2 separate regions of the Danio rerio genome follow, and region 1 is linked to region 2. Evidence: chromatin contacts called from public HiCAR-type data. All regions are on one chromosome and are shown on one strand. The core of a region is the stretch at or near the end of the contact, and the rest is flanking DNA. Distances in the headings are between cores, read along the strand shown.

Evidence for each region. HiCAR-type assays count read pairs that join an accessible place to other places.
Region 1: a contact with region 2 is called in a HiCAR-type map of caudal fin, with 6 times the contacts expected there. The contact joins two enhancer-like sites. A contact is called at or near these places in 2 of 18 Hi-C or Micro-C datasets (caudal fin and an unstated tissue) and 1 of 4 datasets of contacts at active chromatin or transcription factors (caudal fin).

What each region holds. Positions count from the first base shown.
Region 1 is chr3:22,618,377-22,621,076 of GRCz12tu, forward strand. No RefSeq gene overlaps it. Among named protein-coding and RNA genes, the nearest start is that of hoxb1a, 110 kb to the left of the region's middle. Within about 2 kb of position 1,440, at least 6 of the 62 cell types and tissues checked have an H3K27ac peak or open chromatin away from gene starts, as enhancers often do.
Region 2 is chr3:22,453,006-22,455,705 of GRCz12tu, forward strand. The region is part of intron 1 of hoxb3a (homeobox B3a); the gene reads left to right. Among named protein-coding and RNA genes, the nearest start is that of mir10c, 6.2 kb to the right of the region's middle. Within about 2 kb of position 1,411, at least 21 of the 62 cell types and tissues checked have an H3K27ac peak or open chromatin away from gene starts, as enhancers often do.

The sequences.
Region 1 (2,700 bases), core at 190-2,689, 170 kb after region 2:
AAAATTCAATAAAATATAATATAAATATAACAATCAACATGGTTGGAGAAAATAAAATATGCAGTCACAAAATGATAGCTTTTATTAGTAAACCTGTAAGTAAGTGGTCCCAAAATATCAACATGACTGTTTTAAACCAAAATCCCTAATAATACTGTTTTTAAATTATTTAAATACATATTTTTTATATTTTATTTATATTAGACAACATGTACAAGTACTTTATGTTTGCTGATTTTTGCTTTTGCTTTTCTAAATATACTAATAAAAACAAAAAGTTTACAGTAGTCAACTAAACCAGAAGTCAACTTAAAAAATAAAATAAGACATAAATAAATAAACCTTGTCAAACAGCTGATTGCAATATAAAAATCTTTTTAAACTACTTTAAATAGTCACTTTAAAAAACTATATTTCATAGCAAACCTAAGAGTACTATAAATATATTATACATGTATGTTTTTATGTTTAAAAAAAGGCCACAGAATGAGGGCTTATTATGGTTTTTCCTTGCAGTAAGGAAATGTTCTACAAAATAGGTGGTTGACTAAAAAAACATGAACATGCCAAACCACTGTTTTCAGCAAAAATCCCCATCAATCTTATTAAATACTTGAATAAATATAATGATTTTTCATAAATGTTTGGAGCACACATACTCTAGCTGTGCAGATTGTAATATTCTTTTCCATATTTATTTTTAATGTTAAAAATATACAGAGGCTTACTACAGTGGTCTAGTAGTCTCACAATATATTGAAAAAGATCAACATCAGAACAGCATTTTAAAGCTAAAAATTTCTCAAAATATTTAAAAAACATCGGTATAACTTAGAAGTGAAGATAAAAGATAAAAATATTTGACTATTTATTTTAAAAAGTAAAAAAGTGCATATAATTTTGGCTTACTATGGTTTAATGGCTTAAAATCCAGCAAGGAAGTGGTCTACAAAGCTGGTGGCAAACATTTATCTCTTTCACTTAAAAGAACGAAACTAATTTCTTAATATTTAATCTATTTTGAGGGTAGAAATAAGCATATAAGGGCAGAGTTTGACTTTTTTTTACATGTTAAAAATACACTGAATGATGGCTTACTCTGGTTTTCCTTACAGGCCAGTATGGAAGTGGTCTACCGAAAAACATAAAATTGCCAAGTGCCAAACCTGTGGTACTGCACCTCTAAGCTATGTTTGAGCAGGACCGGCCCACACAAAGCTGCTTTTGTAGCCCAATGTTTGAATGGTTTATGCGGCCTGTTTGAAAGCGTTCTGTGTGTGTGTGTTGAGGGAAGGTGAGCTAAAGGAGGATTGTTTGTATGTGTGCCTACTAGAGAGAGAGAGCAGGTACACAAAGCAAGCAGGCCTGGATCCACCTACCACACACCCAACGTGAGCCACTGAACGGTCCAATCAAATCCTCGGCTGAATTTGACGGTGACGTCTGTTGCGAAGGTCTGTTACGAACACAAAGCACACGTACAGGCACACGTGCACACATTCACATACATCCAAACTATCCAAACACTGCTGCCACCTAACGGATGATCCGAGTGGCGTTTTCAGTCCCGCCTTTCCTCGCTTTCTCTCTTCCACTCCTTCATTCGCTCTCTCATTTCCCCCCTCCAAGCAAATTCAATCTGACTCATGAAAAAGATGCAGGAAAGATGGCATCATTAGGACGCCCACTAGCCCTCATAAGACACACACACACACCCTTTTGCAAAGGGCAAACAGAGTTCAGAGTTCATCTGTTGTTCACCAAATGACTGATCCATGTTTGAAGCCCAACCCAAGGTATCTCATTACGGACGGCAACAAGGCCAGATATTCGCATGAATATGATTCCCAACATTGCAAATTTCCATCTCCGATAAATTCTGTCGCAGGTATCAAGAAATCTGACGCATTATAGAAATGTTGAGTTGCAAGGTTAACTCTTTCTCATTGATCTTGCACAACAAAAACATTCAAATTGGGAAGTTAAATTGATTGGAAACTGCACACGACCTGTTGACCCTGGCGATGATGACCAAATGAATATCGGGTCGGTTCAAGTTCAGTTCACAGGTTCTCCAACAGTCATGACTGGAGTGTGAGACACACCTTAAAATGAAATGCTCAACATTCTACCAAACAAACCACATGTAAACCACTTCATCTCGATCTTTTACAAAGTCCGACTTGAGAAATGCCTATTTTCCCAATTGTGTTGCAAGGTCAAAACAAGCTGAAAGGTCGCTACTTAAACACATGCAATCCATTCAACCTGATGGAGTAATGCACGAAAAAGGAAAGACAGACAGAAAAACCAATCATCCAAATAAAGGAAATTACTGGTCTTGGCTTTGTTTGGGAAAAGAGAGCGGATCGGTTGACGTGCTTTGAAGAGAGGGCAAAAACGATGTCTAAATCGAGGGTAAACGAAGTTCACGGGTTCAACGGCTGTTCACCAATCCCCCTCCCAGCTAATCAGGTATTTATCACACTTATCGATGTGCGTGTGTTTATTTTAGTGCTCGTCACAGCTGGAGGTGCATACGTGTGTGTCTGTGTGTGTGGCGTACGAGTGTTGTGTATTCGGATGGCTTTGAGTGACTGCAGCGGTTTGTTTGTGTCCGTACCCGCTCCTGTACCACGAGGAAGAATGGCGGGCGTCTTTATCAGCCGTGCTTTATCCTGCTAATGGCAAGGCCCTGTC
Region 2 (2,700 bases), core at 161-2,660:
GCATTCCCTGCAATTGAGCATCTGGTACTAAAAATCAATTTCTGAGTTCTTTAGGTTTCAACCATGTAGACGCAGCAATTTTAAACGTTTAAATAGCAATTTTGAGACTAATGCTTTTTGCATATTGATAGGAGCAATCTGCGAGCATATCTCATCCATAATGCATAGGGACAGGATCATCCAAGGGTCAGCAGACGGGAGCTGCTGCGAAGGCGCAAGCGCGAAACAATACAACTAGTCCATAAAGCAAAATTATGCGATGTTTGTCCTAAAAAGGTTTTCTGACTGAGAATGTTATAGAGCATTATTTTCTTTTTAGCTACAACATAAATTCTATCTATAATTACCAAAACCAAAGCAACAAACAAAACATCCTACATTTATGTGTAAGGGTGAAAAGGCTGGCAGTTAAAACAACCAAGAGTTAAATTCGCATCGCCCGCACATCATGCCTAAACCACGATCGGATTATTCATATAGCCTGGTTTAACTTACTTAAATAGAAAATAGAAAAGTAAGCTAAGCTAATTTCAAGTGAAAACTGCAAATATTTTTATGAATATAAATAACTGCTTAATTAGAAAACATTGATAACGTACAGTGTTTATTAATTTACGCCAGCCGTTACAATGAGAAAACATATTTTTGTCGAAACTTTAAGACATGCAAATTTACATTTGCAATAACTTAACAACAAAGTTATTACAATCATAAAACAGGATTAAGAGCAACAGTGAAATACTTCTGTGTTAGCGATTGGGAATCACAATTAACATTTTGCATTAAAATTTAAGGCATAATTTTGCTATACACATTGTCAGATGATTTATATATAATTGTATTTATTGTTGTCAAAATTAATCTATCAGACGTTTTTTTTCTTTCAAGTAATTCTATTAGCAGTTTGTCCTAAATACAAATACATTCAGGCTGTTTTCTCCTCCCTACTTCGTTTGACGTTTTCCCCCCTCAGATGTAACTCTCCTCAGTCGCCAGCAGAGCCCGCTTTAGACCAAGATCATGATGATTGAGGTTGCTTAGTTTTTGCTGGACGCCGTGTTTGCACAAAAGAATTAGCTCTAGAATATGTTATTTTAATTGAGAACACAATACTATCCTAAATTCCACCATATATACGTTGTAGTACTGTCCCCTGTGATGTAAACCACCCTCAAAGGATACAAAATGTGCCTGTGGACATTACATAATGAGATAACATAGTTCAATGCATTTGTAGGCAATAAGACAGCATCAAGATATGGCTTAGGTAAAATAGAGGCTCGTTTCCCCTCTCTGTGTCCCTAGTTTAATCCAGAGTAGCGTGGAGGTGAGCCGTAGTCTCGTTAGAAGTGGCGCGAGATTTGGCGGGGTTAAAAGGTTTAGGGGTCAAAAGTTTACGTAGTGCGTGACTCGGTCGTTGGCTGTCGACTCGCTGCGCTTGACCAATCGCTGGATGTCAATGGCAAAGTGGGAGAAAGAGAGAGAGGCGGAGTGAAGGTTTTAAACTGTCTCTTTTGAAAAGATTAGAAAAATGACAGAAAGAGCAGTACTGACTTTGCAACAAAGCACGTTGCTGAAAGGGTGTGTAGTGGAGAAAAAAAAACTATTGATTCAGGAGGGCATCTGCGAAAAGGCCTGGTGTTGCACTGTTGGTTTAAAAATAGTTCGTTTAATTCTGCGTTTTATTGCATTTACTGCTTATACTTTTGTGAGGCGGGCTATGAATGTTACATATAAAGCAAGTGAAAGGCAAATATAACCAAACGTTTGATCAGTGTTCTATAGAAATGTGATTCCGGTCGTTGTAAGTCATAGTAAAATCATGGCAGCTATCATGACAGTTACCTGGTAAAACTAAAGTCTGTTGCTTTTATTAATTTTATTGTGCTGTTTTCTACAGAAATGCTACACTATTTAATTGTTTATTTTGTATGCTACTTTATTACTATCTCTGTGTTGTTGGTCTAGGATTGTGTAAACCTATACATTTGTCTCAACAAAATAGCCAATGCAGCTGCAAAAATATACAACTGCAACCGCATAAATAAATAAAAACAAAGAAAATAAAGAAATTGAAATCCATAGCAAGGTGAGAATAAGAAAACTTTGTCATATATTCATATATATATATATTCATAAATATATATATATATATATATATATATATATATATATATATATATATATATATATATATATATATATATATATATATACACACACACACACACACACACACACACACACACACACACACACACACACACACACACACAAACACACACACACACACACAAATATATATACATACAGTTGAAGTCAGAATTATTAGCCCCCCTTTAATTTTTTTCACTTTCTTTTTAAATATTTCCCAAATTATGTTTAACAGAGCAAGGACATTTTTACAGATTGTCTGATAATATATATATTTTTTTTCTGGAAAAAGTTTTATTTGTTTTATTTCGGCTAGAATAAAAGCAGTTTTTAATTTTTAAATATCATTTTAAGGACAAAATTATTAGCCACTTTAAACAATTTTTTGATAGTCTACAGAACAAACCATCGATATGCAATGACTTGCCTAATTATATTAACCTGCCAAGCTAACCTAACCTAGTTAAGCCTTTAAATGTACCTTTAAGCAGTATAGAAGTGTATTGAAAAATATATTGTCAAATATTATTTACTGTCATTATGGCA